Regions from separate parts of the Mus musculus genome. Here regions 1, 2, 4, 5 and 6 are each linked to region 3. The links are chromatin contacts, called in public HiCAR-type, HiChIP or PLAC-seq and promoter capture Hi-C maps. All regions are on one chromosome and are shown on one strand. The core of a region is the stretch at or near the end of the contact, and the rest is flanking DNA. Distances in the headings are between cores, read along the strand shown. Region 1 holds the start of Thg1l (tRNA-histidine guanylyltransferase 1-like (S. cerevisiae)). Region 2 holds the start of Med7 (mediator complex subunit 7). Region 3 holds the start of Ttc1 (tetratricopeptide repeat domain 1). Region 4 holds the start of Sox30 (SRY (sex determining region Y)-box 30). Region 5 holds the start of Clint1 (clathrin interactor 1). Region 6 overlaps Clint1 (clathrin interactor 1).

Evidence for each region. Promoter capture Hi-C pulls out the DNA fragments that hold promoters and counts their contacts. HiCAR-type assays count read pairs that join an accessible place to other places. HiChIP or PLAC-seq counts read pairs in DNA pulled down with a chosen protein or histone mark. Capture Hi-C pulls out chosen DNA fragments and counts their contacts.
Region 1: a promoter capture Hi-C map of adipose tissue shows a contact between it and region 3, with 4 times the contacts expected there. The contact joins the promoter of Thg1l here to the promoter of Ttc1 in region 3. A contact is called at or near these places in 10 of 39 promoter capture datasets (the 3T3-L1 cell line, 3T3-L1-derived adipocytes, the C10 cell line and 6 more), 1 of 15 datasets of contacts at CTCF or cohesin (large pre-B cells), 3 of 484 Hi-C or Micro-C datasets (CD4 T cells, muscle stem cells and regulatory T cells), 3 of 115 datasets of contacts at active chromatin or transcription factors (astrocytes, embryonic stem cells and large pre-B cells) and 4 of 9 other capture datasets (adipose tissue, liver, macrophages and 1 more).
Region 2: a contact with region 3 is called in a promoter capture Hi-C map of adipose tissue, with 3 times the contacts expected there. The contact joins the promoter of Med7 here to the promoter of Ttc1 in region 3. A contact is called at or near these places in 1 of 39 promoter capture datasets (the C10 cell line), 1 of 484 Hi-C or Micro-C datasets (muscle stem cells) and 2 of 9 other capture datasets (adipose tissue and liver).
Region 4: a promoter capture Hi-C map of pre-B cells shows a contact between it and region 3. The contact joins the promoter of Sox30 here to the promoter of Ttc1 in region 3. A contact is called at or near these places in 2 of 39 promoter capture datasets (hippocampal neurons and pre-B cells).
Region 5: a contact with region 3 is called in an H3K4me3 HiChIP or PLAC-seq map of pro-B cells, with 10 times the contacts expected there. The contact joins the promoter of Clint1 here to the promoter of Ttc1 in region 3. A contact is called at or near these places in 1 of 39 promoter capture datasets (embryonic stem cells), 2 of 115 datasets of contacts at active chromatin or transcription factors (pro-B cells and stem cell-derived neural progenitor cells) and 1 of 9 other capture datasets (adipose tissue).
Region 6: a contact with region 3 is called in a HiCAR-type map of astrocytes, with 7 times the contacts expected there. The contact joins the enhancer-like site here to the promoter of Ttc1 in region 3. A contact is called at or near these places in 6 of 39 promoter capture datasets (the 3T3-L1 cell line, the C10 cell line, hippocampal neurons and 2 more), 2 of 115 datasets of contacts at active chromatin or transcription factors (astrocytes and stem cell-derived neural progenitor cells) and 1 of 9 other capture datasets (adipose tissue).

What each region holds. Positions count from the first base shown.
Region 1 is chr11:45,954,108-45,957,218 of GRCm38.p6, forward strand. Thg1l (tRNA-histidine guanylyltransferase 1-like (S. cerevisiae)) reads right to left here and starts at 1,396. Exons shown (of 6, transcript NM_001080969.3): 1 at 1,168-1,396; 2 at 1-125. The coding sequence starts at 1,358.
Region 2 is chr11:46,435,551-46,438,508 of GRCm38.p6, forward strand. It overlaps Med7 (mediator complex subunit 7), which reads left to right and starts at 1,411. Exons shown (of 3, transcript NM_025426.3): 1 at 1,411-1,641.
Region 3 is chr11:43,746,617-43,749,499 of GRCm38.p6, forward strand. It overlaps Ttc1 (tetratricopeptide repeat domain 1), which reads right to left and starts at 1,392. Exons shown (of 8, transcript NM_133795.2): 1 at 1,306-1,392.
Region 4 is chr11:45,978,912-45,981,771 of GRCm38.p6, forward strand. It overlaps Sox30 (SRY (sex determining region Y)-box 30), which reads left to right and starts at 1,399. Exons shown (of 5, transcript NM_173384.2): 1 at 1,399-2,462. The coding sequence starts at 1,409.
Region 5 is chr11:45,850,438-45,853,463 of GRCm38.p6, forward strand. It overlaps Clint1 (clathrin interactor 1), which reads left to right and starts at 1,532. Exons shown (of 12, transcript NM_001045520.4): 1 at 1,532-1,755. The coding sequence starts at 1,715.
Region 6 is chr11:45,879,811-45,882,540 of GRCm38.p6, forward strand. The region is part of intron 1 of Clint1 (clathrin interactor 1); the gene reads left to right. Among named protein-coding and RNA genes, the nearest start is that of Clint1, 29 kb to the left of the region's middle. Within about 2 kb of position 1,436, at least 72 of the 459 cell types and tissues checked have an H3K27ac peak or open chromatin away from gene starts, as enhancers often do. A contact at or near this core is called in astrocytes, liver and stem cell-derived neural progenitor cells, where this site is marked.

The sequences.
Region 1 (3,111 bases), core at 146-2,645, 2.2 Mb after region 3:
CGTCACTCTGGCCGTACGCAATCACAATGTCCTCCAGCTCCTCCATTACTGTCTGGGCACATTTGGTCATCAGATGGAGGGCCCGACTGTCATTAGGTTTGGCAAAGTTGTGCTCCTCAGCAAACCTTCATAGAGGAAAGAGAGGGGCACAAGCGGTGGAGAGTGTCATCACCAACACCATCCACAGAGGCAGTTAAGAGAGATGGAGAGATAGCTCAGTAGGTAAACTGTCAGGACCAAGTTCTAGCCCCAAAACATAAAACAGGGTGGGGGCTTGGTGGCACCTGCTTGTCATCCCAGTGCTGGAGAGGTGGAGGCAGGATTCCTGGGGCTAGATGACCACCAGGCTAGAGTATCTGGTGAGTTCCAAGGAAGTTCCATGAGAGACTGTCTCAAGAAAAACAAGGAGGACAGCTCTGAGGAGGGACACCCAACATTAACCCTAAACTTACGCATAAGCATGTACAGAAAAAAAAAAAAAACACGTTTTTCTTTCTTACTTTGACACACTGACAAAAAGGGATACAACTGCTAGGCTTCAATCCACTTTTCTGTGAAGTTTCACCTTACTGGGTGAATTGAGAACACTATTACCTTATCAGGTTGTATTGCTGATTAGGAGATCAAAATGCTCTTACTAAGTGCTCAATAAACATTACTATAGCTCTATGTACTTAAACAGCTATAAAATGGTAATAACGAATAACATAGCCCTTTATTGAAATTAAGTCCCCAATAGTTTACTCTCCTTTTTTCTTCCTGACTCTAGTGCAGTCAGTTCATGTAATATGAAGCTGACTATGAGAACGGGACATACTATCAACTCATGACCACAGTTAGGCTTATGCGGGCCTCTTAACAACTCTCAAAAATAACAAAAGGGTCGCACGTGTGACTGAAGTTTAAGTAGTGGACCGAGAAATGACACCTCCCCCCCACACACACACACACACAAAGTTCTTGCAAACTGGTTTCAGCTAAAGTAGCACGGGTTTTTCACCAATTACAGTACCCAGTTCCTTTTAAATATCTCAACCACCTAGCAAGTCCTTCAGGCGACGCTCAATGCTGAGTGTTCATTGGCTGTCGCGTTACCCCGGTAACTACGAGAGGCGCACTTCCCGGAAGTGTGGGCGCACCACGCGGTCTCCCGCCCCTCCAGCTCACCGGTGGAAATTCCGGCCGTCCAGCCGCACCACCACCCAGCAGTGCGGCAGGCATGTGTCCTGAACCTCAAAATTCCGCACGTACTCAAACTTGCTCTTGGCCATGGCCACCCCCAATCTCAGGCACCGTCTTAAAATAACGGAAGTAGCAGCCAAAAGACTGCCGATCCTCGCTGTGCGGAAAGCCCACATTCGCCATAAGGAAGCAATGGACGGGCCCCACCCCGGAAGTTCCTGTCGCTGTCAGAGCCGCTCTAGCCACGGTGGAGGTTTCTCTATTGACTCTATTGCCTTCAACTCAGCTGGCTGCCAGGCGTGTTCTTCTGGGCTGTGGGTGCCTGTCTGTTACCCCGTAGGCAGCAAATCGCAAGCTATCAGATGTTGTTTTGTGACCAAGTTTAAAAGTATAGTTGTGACCTTTTTGTCTTGTACTTCTAAATAGCATTTATAAAGCATTTCTAAGTAGCATTTCTAAATTCCTTGCTAAGATGAAATACACTAAATTATCACTTTATAGTTCGGGGATGGGGTGGGGAGGATCTTCTAGATTCTTCTAGGTAAGTTTAAACAAGGAACATAAAATAGAAATTGATCATCTGTACAATTTTGTATTTTCTTCCATTGACCCTGTTTGGTTTTTTTTTTTTTTTTTCTAGAGTTATTTAGTGGTTGTTCCAGTAAAGTGTGATTTAAACAAAGAAAGGGCCAGCAAGACAACTCAGTCTGTAAAGATGCTTGATGCCAGGTGTGATAACTTTGATCCCTGGAAGCCACATGGTGTGTCCTTCCTTTCTCAGGCTTTCCAAAAGTGAATACCAGAGGCAGGTTACCCTGCCATATGTCATTAGGTGAATTTAAAATTTGTACTCATCACTATTAAAAGATTTTGTATGTGTGTGGGTGAGTTTATGTGCATCTGTGGAGGTCAGAGGAAGACATCAAGTATCTTCGTCAATCCCCCTTCATCTTAATTTTAAGACTGCCTTTCACTGATCCTGGCTCTCACTGGTTGACCTAGAAGTCACTAGATGGCCAGCAAGTTTGAGGGAGCCTCCTCTCTCTGCCTATCTCACACTGGGGCTGATGGGTATAAGCTTCCACATCCCACTTTATATCTGAATGTTGAGAATTTGACTTTGGATTTCTACGCTTGCCTGGCAAACATAATAATTACAGGGCCATCTGCCCACTCTTGAACTCAGGATTGTTTTAAAATGCATTTCCTAGCTTTGCCCACTGGGCACAGATGAAATGATACCCTGAAAGCAATAGGCATACAATTCGTGGTTGCTAACACCTCTCTCCACTAGAGTATACTCCTAGAAGAAGTGACTGCCTCCTAGTTAGATGAGTCACAGAAAACACAAAATGAGACTGGGGCACATGTTGTGGCAGAAGGGAAAGAACTGCTAGGAGTAATAAGACGAAGTGACAAAATGAGCCCAGAGGACTAGTGCTGCCACTGAGCAAATCTGAGGTGATTTGAGTATCAGAACAACAGTGAGTGATTATCATGTATGGAATAAGTGAAGGCCCAGGCAACATAACAATACTCAAAGAGAGGAAAGTTCATGGATAGTTTTGGAAGTATTGTTACACTAACTTCTTACACTGGCAATTGATTATTAAAGGGAACAAGGCCCTTTTCTTGTCTTTTATATAGAACTACAATTCAATGCCAGTTGATGAGAGGAAGCCTTTTACAAAAGAGTGCCGGCTAGTTTCAAACACAGAATGGTGGGCTCAGAGAATCAGTTTTGTTCTTTTGTTTTGTTTATAAACATCTTTGAAACAATTAACTCAAACGTGGATCACTAATGGATGCTAAAGCTGTGATCTCTAGAATTAGTGAAAGACTCCCTAGTCTGGTGGCATTGGCCCTCAGATTGTTTGCTAGTCACAAGATGAAAGGCACAGTCACAAACGAGAGCACTTGCCACCTTCA
Region 2 (2,958 bases), core at 161-2,660, 2.7 Mb after region 3:
TAATCTTTAGAAGCAGAAAGACTGAGTGGCATTTTCTTGTGGCTGCCCAGATAAAAGGACATGAAGAAAGGAAACTGCTCTTTGGTTGCTTGCTCTAACACTCACTGGCAACTTCATCTGTACCACTGCTGTGCCATTCCTTTGCCAGTATTAGAACCAAACTTCTTTGGGATTCCAACATGGACTGAAGACCTGTGGCTCTCCAGGAATCTTCCAGGTCTCCAATGCCAGGTGGGGGTCTGTTGAGACATCCAGCCTCTTAGACTGAGCAACTACAGGATTCTCAGCCTTTCAGGGCTGAGACAGCCATTGCTGGACTACTTGAACTGCATCTTGTAAGTCACTCGGATAAGTCATATATACATATATATCCATGTGCATACACACATTCATTCTATCAGTGTAATAACCCCTAGTACACTTTCAGTAAGATAATAAATCTGTGGGTATAGGAAAAAACGAAGAGCCCTTACCTTTTAGAGGTTCATACCAGACTAGAGACAAAATGATGGGGCTCATATAACTATGGAAGTTGGTAGTGAGTAGACTCTTCTTTTGTTTTTATGCCTGCAATGCTCCACATATTTAAAGGAAGAAACTGAGACATTCTTGTTTGTGAAGCAGAGCTGTTTATCTTACTTTTAGTTTGCAACACTGCATCTTACGACTCCCATATCATCTGTTAACAACTCTTCTCTCTCTCCTCCCTCCCCCTCCTCCTCTCCCTCAGGGAAAGGCCAAAATGGAAATATTTCTTGCTAGTCCTGATGGCTCATTTCTATACCTCTGGCTTTCCAGAGGCTGGGAAGAGACATCTGAAGCCAGCCTGGGCTACACAGTGAAATTACCCACTCCCTCCATTTTAAAAAATTATATTAAGTTTTTTTCACTTGTCAATTTGTGGAAGGATTGTTATAGACATCTTTGAATTCCTAAATGAAAATAAAAGTGAATGGAAGGGGGAAAATGAAGGTTTAGGATGTTATTCTTAATCATGTTCACAAATATCTCCATATATATGAATATATCATAGAGTACAATCTTGCTTTTAAAAAACATTTTTGATGATTACATTAGTATAATTTTTAAATATATTGCTTATCTGTATTTTCTGACTTTTACATAAGGCAAGTATTTAATTTTAAAAGTCTCGTATAAAAGTGGGGGCTGCAAGGAATGGAATTACTAGAGAGTACTTTCTTCTACTAACAAAAAGTACGAAGAAGTATTCTCCTGACCTGACCAAGAAACCAGACAGCGGATCTTTCCCGAGAGAAGCAGGAGATGCGAAAGTGCGCATGTGCAACATCTTTAGGGCGGGAGTAGGACCTGCTATAGGACAGCCTTGGTAGCCAATGAGAGGCCCGCGTCAGAGGCTTCTTCCTGAGAAGGCAACCGGAACTTGTGCTTCCGCTGCGCTGAGGAAAAGTCACTACCGGAAAAGCAAGAAAGAGCTGAGGTGAGCGGGCGGCGGCGGTTGGCGACCGCAGCCTAAGTCTGTCTCTCCGCCCCCGCGGTTGCGTCTCTCCCGGCGTGGAGCGCCGAAGTCCGGCGCGGGACAGCCTGGGACGCCCGGGCTAGCCTTCCTCCCGGTTCCTCCGCGAAGCCTCCCCGGGGCCTGAGGCAGGCGGCCGGCCGAAGGTACACCGAGTACCGCTCTCTCCGGACGACAAGCCAGACGGGAGGTTGGGAGGTCCGAGTTCTCGTCCCCACGCCACGGGCTTTTATAATGTCGTGGTCTTAGCCTGCCCTGTCGCCATTGGTAAAGTGACAGTAGCCGCCTGGGAGCGCGGGGGCTGGGGGAGGGGAGCGAGAGCCTGGGTCGGAGCCGGATTCATCCTGTACCAGACTTTCCGCGGGGACCCAGTCACGGGGACAAAGTGAGCCAAGTGTCTGAGCTTGCGGACCCCCCCCCTCCCAAAAAAAAAAGCACCCACGAGACACTGGATCTTGTTAGTGTTAGCGAGTCACGACCTCCAGCGGCTTTGAAAAGTTCAGTTTGAACCGGTAATGGGCGGTTTCTGTAAGGTGGCCCGCTCTAACGCGGGATGCCCAAGTTACGGGGGTTTGCACTTGCGCCCGAAAAAACTAATGCGGATTCCCGTTGTACAATTCACCCCCTTCTGCACGTTGGGAATTGGCTTCTTGTCTCTATAGTCAAATTGGGAGTAGTCGTACCGTCCTGATGATTGGAGTGAGGATGCGGATCTGTCACTTACTAAAAACCTTCGGGAAACTGCGGGTTTAGTGTGGGTGTGGCTAAGGGAAGCGCAGATCCCCAACTTCAAAAGCCTTCGGGGGATGAAATTTAGGCCAGGTGTTGACTTGAAGTGGCTACAAGTAGACTTTCGTGTTCTAGGTATATACACCCTGAATTAGCTCTAACAGTTAGACAATCTGAAGAATTTGGAGTTGCTTCCCTCAGATTTAAGGTATTGGCAGTGTACATCAGTGTGAGAAAGCACTCAAGAATCTTCTCATTGTATAATGTACTTAAATTGGAAAAAGCAAAGGTTATTTTGACCATATATGTTGGGATTTAGGTTTTAAATTTATGTAGAAAAGATGTAAAAATTGCTAATGTGTTAAGAAAACTGTACTATACTAACTCTACTATACTGTAAGATGTGGCTTCCTTCAGAAACCTTGGAAAATATTTGAAATATGAAATTTAACAACGGTGTTTTGTTATAGTTGTTTGTTTGTTTGTTTTTTTGAGACAGAATTTCTCTGCGTAGCCTTGGCTGTCCTGGAACTCACTCTGTAGACCAGGCTGGCCTCGAACTCAGAAATTCACCTGCCTCTGCCTCCCAAGTGCTGGGATTAAAGGCGTGCGCCACCACTGCCCAGCAACAATGGTGATTTTTGTCAAGATGTAAAGAGAGTTTTAAGTGTTTGGGTTTGGAGACCACTGTACAGTAAAAAGGAAAGTGAACGACATGAGATTAATAGATACCA
Region 3 (2,883 bases), core at 142-2,641:
CCGGCTTGTTTTTTTTTGTTTGTTTGTTTTTGTTTTTTGAGACAGGGTTTCTCTGTGTGACCCTGGCTGTTCTGGAACTTGTTTTGTTCATCAGGCTGGCCTTGATCTCAGAGATCCACCCTCCTCTGTCTCCCCATTGCTGGATTAAAGGAGTATGGATCATGCCTGTCCAAGGAAGTCATTTTAAAAACAGGATATCACCAATTGTGGTGGCCCATTCCTGCAGTCTCATCATTGGGGAGATGTAGTTAGAAAGATCAGAAGTTCAAGGCCATCCTTGGTTACACAGCAAATGTGAGGCTAGCCTGGGCTATGAGACCCTGTATTAGGCCCCTCCCCAGCCCCAAACTAGAGTATAATAAACTCACACTCAATGCCAATTATCATTTTAACTGATAGTCTTGCTGATCAAATATGGTATCAGACTTATACCAAGACTAACATCCCCACTTCCCACTGGTGTTGGAGACCGAATCTCAGACTTTGTGGTACATGTAAGCCATTTAAACAACTGAACCACACCCTCGATCCATACCCTAAATGAAAAGACTGATTTTAATGTGACTTTTCCACGTCCGGCAGCTTGCTGGATGGCACAAATTAGACAGAATCCAAAACAGCTGCAGGGGAAAAAAAAAGAAAGAAAGAAAGAAAGAAAGAAAGAAAGAGTTCTAATCTTTGTTCAGAATAAATGACCAAGTTGTCAACAGGAAACAATGAAGTCCGAATGGGACACTATCGCCACCGGGAGCCGAAGAATAAGTTTCTTATGGAGCCCAAGATGGCATCTGTGCCCAAATCGTGCTTATCATCGTAAGCAAATGCAAGCGGTATAGCTTAGGTAGCTAATTCTGGAAGGGGAGCCTTTGCGCAGATGTTTTCACAGGCATCCTCCAGGGACTCAGAACTCAGCCTTGGAAGAGCCGGTTCTCAACTCTCGCTGCGCAACCCTGCTGCCCAGATCCTGACAATATTGGTCTGCAGTCAGGTCAGAGCATCTCTGTTTTTTTAAAGTGACTCTGATGATTTTACGTTCATCCTATTAACCACTGCTGCTCTAGAAGCTGAGTCAGAACCTCTGCGGTGCCTGCCACCCCTCTGGTCGCAGCAAAACCACGCCAATGACCCAGTGTCGCGTTAAAGTCCGAATTCGTCCTAGCCTGTTAAAAGGAAAAGTTAAAAGGGAGGGTCAGGACTCGCAGGCTTCGCTTTTACTCGAGTGTCGCGTCCCTCCCGGCTATGAGTCAAGGTTAGAAAAGCCCCTCCCCGCGCGACCCCGCGCCTGTCCCAGGCCACAGTCCTCACCGAACGCCGCGAGACCCACGATGGGCTTCACAACCTCCCAGCTCCTCTCTCCACCGCTCCTGCCTCCGAGTCCTTCTACTTCCTCCTGAGTCAGGTGCACTTCCGGCCGCGCTGGCCAATGGCGCCATTGCTGGCAAAGCATTCTGGGAAATGTAGTGGCCAACTCGAAGAGAGTGAGCGGAAGTAGCTGTGTGACGTCACTGTACGGCTCAGTACTATGAGCCTCAGCTGTCATCTTGAGTTATGTCAAATCCTGCCAATTAGCACAAAGTAATTTTTCAAACGCGACTACTTGTGGCTTTAAAAACGTCTTTATTCTGGCGTCCCTCATGTTAGGAATGTGCATAAGAACCCGAAAACATCCTTCGTCCCTAAATAAACATTTCTTTCCAGTAGTTTCCAAAGTGCCTTTCAAGAGCTCTGTTAGGAGAGTAACAGTTTTCAAAACAGTAAATATTACACACTTTTTCCACTCATTTTCTCATGACTGTACAGCGCTTTCCAGAGGTTGTCTTCTGATATAGTGCAACAGAAGGAATACAAAAAGGGGTGAATTATTCTAGCTGTTAGGCAAGTCCGTCTATTTGTGAGCTAGACCTCCAGGCCTTCACCTGTCCTGTATTAAATCAGAGATTTGCAAAAAATTGAAACAATGCCATTCTTCTTGTGACAGGATAGCAAAGATGGAGAAAATTAAAAAGACATCGGAAAGGAAAGTAGCCTTTCATCAAGACTGGTTAAGTCTCTCCTAGGCTCAGTCATGAATTCCCACAAGGGGCTAGGAAGCATGACTTAGCAATTGAGAGCAATGACTGCACTTTCAGAGGACCAGGGTTCAATCCCCAGTACTCACATAGCAGCTTACCACAACTTTAACTCCAGTTCCAGGGCATTTAAGATCCTCTTCTGAACTTCATGGCCACCAGGCACACACATGGTAAACAGGCATACATGTAAACAAACACTCATGCACACCAGAAGAGTTAATTAGATAACAGTAAAGTTAAAAAAATTCCATAGAGTTATACAAAATTTCATAGACAGAAATACTGTTCCTTTGATTTATTTGTTTTTAAATGTAGATACTTTAAGAATTAACACAGAAGCTAGGCAGTGGTGTCACTTGCCTTTAATCCCAGCACATGGGAGGCAGAGGCAGGCAGATTTCTGAGTTGAGGCCAGCCTTGTCTAAAGAGTGAGTTCGAGGACAGCCGGAGCTATACAGAATTATTAAAAAAAAAAAAGATTTAACACTGAAATGAAACATAAGACATACCCATACCGCTGGGCTGTGGTGGCGCACGCCTTTAATCCCAGCACTTGGGAGGCAGAGGCAGGGGGATTTCTGAGTTCGAGGCCAGACTGGTCTACAAAGTGAGTTCCAGGACAGCCAGGGCTAAACAGAGAAACCCTGTCTCGAAAAACAAAACAAAACAAGACATACTCATACCCAGTGAAGCATGAGCCATATTTCTGACTCGTAATTTTCTGACAAATAAGGTTGTGAGATTGTGAGGGGCTAGGGAGATGAGAGATGACTTAGTGTGACAATAAGGCACTTGCCAGCAAGCTTGCTGA
Region 4 (2,860 bases), core at 149-2,648, 2.2 Mb after region 3:
TCTAGTGATGCAGGAAATGTTGATAATTTCTCATTTACTTGCTAATATTGAATAAAAACTAAACACACTCCTTCTTAAAAGAAGAGGCACACACATGGAAAAAAAACCTTAAAATGAGCCCTTAATATACATAGTATTACTATTTTATTATGCTGTGGCAGTTCTTATTTCTTTATTCAATAAGCATTTATTGCACAATTACTCAACAGTCGGCACTGGGGAGTCAATGATGAGCAAAACAAAAGCAGTTCTTTCCCAAAGGAGGTAACAATCAACTGGAAGAGGCGCAGAATAATCACACAAAGAAAGCACTTCAAAGGACATGATCAGGTGTGAGTGCATAAAAGAGATTCGAACGAATGCTGTCATGGTTTTCTCTGAAATGCCGGTTCAGCTCCAAGTTGAAAAATAAACGGGAGTTACAAGAGACATAAATGCTTGACTTGCTAAAGCGTCCTGTGATGAAAAAGAATAGCATGGGAAGCAATGTGGTGAAAGTGTAAAAAACTCAAACTGTAGGTATAGCCTAAGCTACTAATCAGGTTTATCAGGCTCTGCGGGGTTAAGAATTTCGAACTTTTATCTCATAACCAGTGGGAGCGGCAGAAAGATTTGGGGGAAATGTGACAGTTTGACTTGTATTTTTAGAACAACTGGCAGTCGGGAGGTAGTGGGACATAGGTGAAGAGCAAAACTTCAGGAGAACTGTAACATCCATATGGAATTAGAGAAGGACAATGGAAGCCTAAGCAGGATAATGGTGGGTGGGACCTCAAAAGGTGGATGAATCTGGGTCGCATCTTGGAAGCAGACTGAAAATTCAACTAGTAAAATAGTTATACCTAGTCAAAAACCAGGTCCAGTAAGATCAGTTATAAGTTCCAAGGTGTCCCCATACTTGAGAATGACTAGAAGACCCTATCAGACTCCGGCTTTATGAACACACAAGGCCGAGAGCCCAGCCCGCAAGAAAGGCCCACGCCTTCATCCCTGGAGGTCCTTGGTAAAGGCGTGGAACAGAAGGGTTTCCTGGGCAACGCCATTGTCGCGCTCCAGGAGGGGGCGGGGTAACCAAGGTCAAGGCCTAAAGAGAATCCGGAAGAGAGGGAGAGTGAAGAGGCGTGGAAAATGGGACACAAGGAGCTTCGGCCCGGTCTATGGCGGATGATTCCAGGGTTCTCGCACGCGGCTAGTGTGGAGGGTGGGAGGAGCCGGGGAACGTGCCTGTGATTGGCTGGCGGGAGACACCGGGCCGCTCCTGATTGGGCGAGGCGAGCCCGTCTGTGGAGCGCGTAGGGTTCTGGGTAGCCAAGGCCTTGGAAGGGTCTTAACCGAAAGGGGGAGGGGGAGGCCGCCAACAAACGGCTGAGCTCACAATCCCGGCCGCGGCCCGCCCGCCCCCTCCCCCATGGAGAGAGCCAGGCCGGAGCCACCGCCGCCACCGCCGCCGCCGCCGCGCCAACCGCCGCGGCCCACCCCTCCGCGCCCGTTGCGCCCCGCTCCGCCCGCGCAGCCCGTCGAGGCCGCCACCTTCCGGGCCGCGGCCGCAGAGCGCTCCCAGTCGCCGTCGGCTCAGGCCACGGCCGCCATGGCCGCGGTGGCCTCGTCGTGCGGGGAGGCCGCGGCGGCGGGTGCGCAGGCGGCAGGGACGCGACGCCTGCTGCAAGTGAAGCCGGAACAGGTGCTGCTGCTGCCTCCCGGAGGACCGGGGGTGCCTCCGGCTCCCGACGAGGGCGCAGCCGCCGCCGCCGCTGCCGCTGCCGCCGCCGCCTCGTCCGCGCAGGCGCGCCTGCTGCAGCTGAGGCCGGAGCTGCTGCTGTTGCCTCCGCAGTCCGCGGCCGACGGAGGCCCCTGCAGGCCGGAGCTGCACCCCATGCAGCCCCGGACGCTGCTCGTCAAGGCCGAGAAGCAAGAGCTGGGGGCGGGCTTGGACCTGTCGGTGGGATCTCGGAGGACCACCGAGGCCGGCCCGAGAGCCTCGAGGGCCGCCAAGTTGGATGGCACCGGGAAGGCCCTCGACGGCCGCCGAAGCGATGAGAAGAAAGCCAAGCTGGAGGCAGAGGAGGCTCCGAGGGATGCGCTGAAAGGCGGGGAAGGCAAGAGCCTGCTGGCCATCGGAGAAGGAGTCATCAAGACGGAGGAGCCAGACAGACCCAGGGACGATTGTAGGCTGGGCACGGAGGCCACGTCCAATGGCCTGGTCCACAGCAGCAAGGAGGCCATCCTGGCCCAGCCGCCTAGTGCTTTTGGGCCACACCAGCAAGACCTAAGGTTCCCTTTGACACTCCACACCGTCCCACCTGGAGCCCGTATCCAGTTTCAGGGGCCTCCGCCTTCTGAGTTGATACGGTTGTCCAAAGTCCCCCTGACACCAGTGCCTATTAAAATGCAGTCCTTGCTGGAGCCTTCTGTAAAAATTGAAACCAAAGATGTCCCCCTCACCGTGCTGCCCTCAGATGCAGGTATTAGAAGCCAGGGGAATCTGGCTTTCACAGGTCTGTGTTGCACAGACATATTAGCAGTTCAGGAGCTGAAGCTCGAAAAGTAGAATCCTGGTACGGCCCTTAGCTTGCACAGGGAGTGCTTCTGGTTGATTTGCCCACATACTGGTAAAATACACTTAAGTATTGCCACAGTTTTTATAAACAGTCACTCTTAAGACTTAGTAAACAGATTAAGAGAATAGACTCAACAGAAGGCCTTGTTAGATGATACAGATTCCTCAGTTTATATAAAATAACATCAAATTTTCTATCATAGTAGCTTCTTAGGTTTATGTGTATCAAGAAATAAAATATACCAGTGTTCGAGAAAAATGATAGTTGTTTATATTGACTATAGATGTTAAAAGAGAACAGTA
Region 5 (3,026 bases), core at 282-2,781, 2.1 Mb after region 3:
CAACTGACTTAGCTTGATCTCTAGAGCCCCTATCTTAAGGAATATGTGAGTCAGCTTTGTTTTGGTTTCTGCACTCTGAGGTTCTCAGTTTTGTTTGCTTCTTTTTCGGGACCATACTGGAGTGCTTTCAAAGCTGCTTCCAATAACCAAGTAAATGCAAACTGACGTCTTGACTAAAGGATCTGGAATAAGAGGGCCTGGGTCTTGGCTATTTACAGCCACTGTTTGCCCTTCGTTGTGAATCTTACTTGTCTTGTGTTCCCTCCCCCAATCATTCTTTTCTTGATCTTCTTAGGGCCAGTTCCTTTGTATTGTTCCAGTTTTAGCATACATTCAATCTCCTCAAAGAGCCCTGAATATTCTGCTGTTTTTCCTCTGACATTGTTGTCTGTAACATTATGTTCTTGGTTTTGACAAGCACTTATTCTCTCTAATTAAATATTTTCTTGATTGTTATGTCCCTCCTCCAGTGACCTTTAAGCTCCCAGGGAACTTGAGCCCCAGCTGTAGTCCTCGCTTGTAACACCCTGAAGATGCTCAGTAAATAGTGGCAGAATTATTTTTTAATTAAAAAAATGTATATGTATAAATACATATATATTTACATATATAACTTTATTTTAACATTTAAGTAATTTTTATTTTATTTCTTTACAAATAAATAACATTTAATTAAAGGTTTTAATTATAACTTAAAAATTAAGGTCTTATTGTGTAACCCTGGCTGACCTGGAACTTCTGATGTAAACTAGACTGTCCTCAAACGCATTGAGATTCGCCTGCCTCTGCCTTCTGAGTGCTAGGATTAAAGCAGTCTGCAACCAGGGCAGGTAAAACTTATAAAAATTAAGGAATTGCCTAAAACAAAATGTAGTATTACTTCAAGTTTTATCACAAGTTTTGACTGACATATTAAGTGAAAAACCTGATCAGTGGAAATTACTTTAGCAGATCTCAAAAATTATGTATGCTTTTAGAAACCAAAGCCACAGAGTTCTTGGGTATATCACATAAAACACATATAGGTATGCTGTGTATGAGTACTGGTGGCTTTCTGGTTTCCCAACTAATGTGAACTAAGTTTCTGAGGCTTGTTACAAACTATCTTAACGAGGGTACTAGGTAGCTGTCTACAGATAAAATCATTGTATCATAAAACTAGAGTGGGGAAGGATTTAGAATAAAATTCTACACTGGTCAGGGCTGGAATCCCAGGTTCAGTGATGTATAGACGCCTATATGTTTGGAAGCAAATGCAGAAACACGTGCGTAGATGAAGAACACGCACGCCAATCACACTCTGTAATCGTGCTTAGCATCAATGTGTACATCTGAAGAAGGTGAGCGCGAGTAAGTCTTGCAACTGTTGTGATGGCAATCACGCGGAGGCTGTGTCAGAGGTCCCCAAACCGCAGCGATCTCAGCCCTCTCACGCTCCGGGGGCGCAGGGCGCGGACTACAATTCCCGGCGTGCGGCGCGCGGCGCGGGCGGAAAGCCGGCCACTTCCGCCCCACGCAGCGCCGGTGCGGCCGCGTCTCGACGTGTCACTGGCGGCGCCGTGGCTGTGGCCGGGAGAAGGAGCTCCGGCTAGGGAGAGTTCGCGGCGGTGGGTGGCGGCGGCGACCCGGACCTGGACCAGCCCCGGCGCGGAGGCGTCCCGGGGTCCGTGGAGAGTGGCGGCGGGCGGCGGCGGGCCGGGCCGCGCGGGGCGCGATGCTGAACATGTGGAAGGTGCGGGAGCTGGTGGACAAAGCGTGAGTATCGGGGGGCAGTTGCGGCCGGCCCCGCGGCGGGGGCGGGGAGCGTGCGCACGGTGGTCCAGCGCGCGGGGACACGCGGCACGCCCCCCCGCCCTGCGGCCTGGTGAAGGCGGCGGCCGCGGCGGGCCTGGGCCTCGGTCTCCGAGCCTCTGGCGGCTCAAAACCCCCCTCCCTGCTCCGGTCTCTGCTCCCCGGGACGTCCTCACCGCGCCCCTACCCCGCGCCGGGCAGACAGATGCTTTGATCGTCGTACCCAGCTTGGAGTTTGGCCTCCTGGACACCAGGCCCGGCTTGGGGGCGAGGGGACGCGTGCTCCCGTCCCCGGTAACCCCCGTGGTGTAATTCGGAGACACCTTAGGCCTGGCCTGGTATGCCCTTTACCTTGGTAGACACCTTTGAATTTCTAGTGAACCTGCAGTGGAGTGAGTGGGAGGTGTAACAAGTGGTCACTGTGGACAGGCTGGAGTTGCTCAAGAGGAGACTCGCCCTTCGGGTTTGTCACACTAAGTGAAAGCAGATGACCAGACAACTTTCCGTGACTGTTTTCCTCTAACTTTACCACTACACTTCCTTTTGGGGTGGGCAATCATGTAAATAAAAATTACTCTAAAGGGTGAAGGAAAAGAAAAAAAGCCCAGTTTATATCCTGTTGACCTGTTTTTAACTCCTTTCAGAGTAAAATAACTCAGTGCTTTTAGTATACTCAGAAACCCTTAGCACTTTAAGTTGAGCATATCGAAAATAACAGTAGGTCTTTTAGGTCACCAGGAAATAAGACTTTAAATATTTAACCAGCCCTCTTCCTTTTTGGGTTTTTGTGATTATGCAATAAGTGTGGTAAAGAAACAGTTCTTTTGAACCACCCACCTAACCTGAAACCAGGAAGTATAGAAGCTCTTTTTGACCCCAGAAAACAACATTCTTTAAAGCAACTTGTCTGACGCTTCTGATGGTGCTTTGCTACCAAGGAAGTGCTTAAGGAGTACCGTTTTCAGAACCGAAAGAGCTAAGTTCTTAACTTTGTAGAATTCCCGTCTTCTCCAGTTCAGGATGAAGATCATTGCGGCCCTCTTAGTCCATGAGGGTGAAGAGCCAGGGGCTTCCGTTTCCTTAGGATGATTTGTGATACAACACGTTCCTGTCTGTGCTTCTGAAGAGAACAATTTTCCCACTGACTTTGGAGGAAGAGAAACCTCACTGAGAAGCTGCGAGTCTGAAAAGATTTTGCTTTGGTGGTTTTAGTATTCAGTTTTCCCATTAAGTGT
Region 6 (2,730 bases), core at 186-2,685, 2.1 Mb after region 3:
CAGTGTAGGGGAATGCAAAGGCAGGGAGGTGGTAGTGGGTGGGTGGGTGGAGGAACACCCTCATAGAAGCGTGGGGGGGGGGGATGGGATGGAGGGTGTTCTGGAGGAGAAATCGGGAAAAAGGATAACAATTGAAATGTAAATAAAATATCCAATAAAAAAAAGAAAGAAAAGATTTACTATTTATTTATATGTGTGCCTTGGTGCCAGAAAAGGTCAGAAAAAGGTATCAGGCTCCCTGTAACTGGAGTTCCAGGAGCTTGTGCATGGACTGCACAACATGAGCATTGGGAACTGAGCCGTCCTCAGTAAGAGCAGAAAGTGCTGTTAACATCTGAGCCATCTTTCTAGCTTCCACTTTTTTCTTCTTCATCAGACACTTTGTATTTAATATATGCTAAAAACCAAACCAAAAATAAAAGTCAGTGACTGAGACAAGATTTCAACAGAAGTTCCCTTGGGCAGAACAATGCCTGTTGCCCTTGATGTCCTGTATTCACTAGAGTGCTGCAGCATTTAGAGAGATTGTGGCCTGAGACAGGGGCTTGTCACATAGTGCAGGCTGCCCTCAACCTCTTGATCCTGATAACTCTGTCTCACAAGTGTTCCAGGAGTGTGACTATGCCAGTATGAAGATTGGTATTTATCAGGGAGCGAAACTGTTTCAAAACTGGATTTTCAGCTGTCCTTTAGAAGTTCTTGAGGAGTCCAATGCTTTAAGAGGTGACATTTCCTCCTCAGGACTGGTTTTAGTGTTGTTCCAGTTGTGGGCATTTGCATTTGTCCCGTGGCTTATTCCCACAGCACTGGGTGCAAACTTCAGTTACTATGCTGCAGCACTTAACTATCCAAACCAAAGACCATCACAAGTGTAAGGAGTGTCCTGTGTCCTAACCTGTAGGACAGTTACAGCGGAGGCAACTGGCACACAGAATTTGTTGTGCACTTTAGTAGGATTGTATTGTTTCCCGTGGCTAGAGTGTAAGAATGCTCATCAGGGTGGACTGGGGAAATTGAGGGAGTATAAAGGAAATAGTATGGTTTGAAATTGGTGCTTGGAACTAAGTTATTGGGTCTGTTTCTGTCTGTCTTCCTGTGAAATGTGTACACCTGCATATAACAGAACATTGAATTGTAAGCTTAGACTAGAAGGGTGGTGCTCTGTGAAGATACAAACCCGTTTGACCCCATTTGGAAAAAAGACAGAGTGGGAACAATACTTGCTACCGCAGTGCTCCTCCGTTCACAGCTGGACCTGAGTTGTGCCCACACTTCTTCCCTTCTGCTCTGTGGATATTTTCTAGTAAAGCATGCTTTTATGCTACGAGCATAAAAACTACTTGATTGGCAGTTGCCCAAGTGCTGGGAAGCCTGCTTTCCTGCTCTTCAGCAAAGCCAAGTTCAGACATTTCTTTGGAGTTTGTGTGTCCAAAAATTGATTACAGGGCCCCCTCTAGTGACTGAAATCAACAAGGACACAAATCTCTCCCAGACCTGGGAAGATTTAGAATTAAGCTACAGGGAAGTAAATTTTTTTAATTGTTTTTAATTTTTATTTTTAAAGGGAATTTTTTTTCATTTTTAGAAGGTTATTGATGTCAAGAATAGGTCCAAGATTGAGGCTATCCAAACAACAGCGGGTCAAAAGCTCTATTTACCTTTTTAGAAATCGGTGCTTTAAAATGGAAATGGAATAAGGCTGTGCTACACAGGGTTCTTTGTTGTTTGTTACGGTTGTTTCTGGCTTAATGAAGCTTTAAAAAGTTTTTTTTTTTTTTAATCTAGAGTTCTTTATGATATCAACTTCATTTTTTGATCATTTTTGAAAGCAGCAGTTTTATTGAAGAAGGAAAAAAAAAGCTTTAAAACAGCATTCTCATGAAAGTATTAGGTTTTTGCTGTCCTGGTAACAGCATATGATCCTTCTGTGGATGTCCTTTATACCCAACGGTATGTTTTAATGGCTCCTTTTGTTTCTCAGTTAAGGAAATGAGGAAATTCTTAAACTTCTGGATCTCTGCCATCTCTCCTAAACACTCACCGCCCCAACACACAGGCCTTCAGCTACGAGCCTTTAAAGGGCTCTCATTTGACCCTCGGGCCTTTGTAGCTTGAACAAGGAAAGCAGTGTTCCAAGAGCCCTAGCATTGCTGAATGCTCTGGTGAAAATATTTCATGGACATGGAGTACAGGCGCCTTCATCTTATAGTGGAGATCTCTGTGACAAAATGCAAGGGTGGATTATAACCCTGTTTGGTGTGGTTCATCTTCCCAGCTACGTTTGAATGCTTTTAGCTGCCCACAACCATGCAGTCTTTAGCCACCAGAATAAACAAAAGTGTCAGATCCATCATTTTGTATTATCTTAAATTGTAGATCTGGTTTTGGCTGGCTTGCCTTCATTTTGTTTCCATTGTTGATAAAAATTAAGGAGAAGAGCAACACCATTATTTATATATAAATTGTTGTCAACAGAATCATCTCTGGAATATTAGGAAAATTCATTAAAAGTCTTCAAGAGCCCCAAAAGTTGTGGGTTCCTAAGGAAATAACTTTTAGTTATATTATCGCATTAGTTGTGCAGTTGGAGGGGGTGTCCCTGGCATTCAGGGGACACTTTTCTTGGTAGAGTCCTGTTGTGGGTGTCGGTGTAGGAGCTGCACTGTTTGTTCTGTGACCTGACCAACTGTCTATATGTGACTGTCTCAGTGCTGATGTGGATCTGTTTGT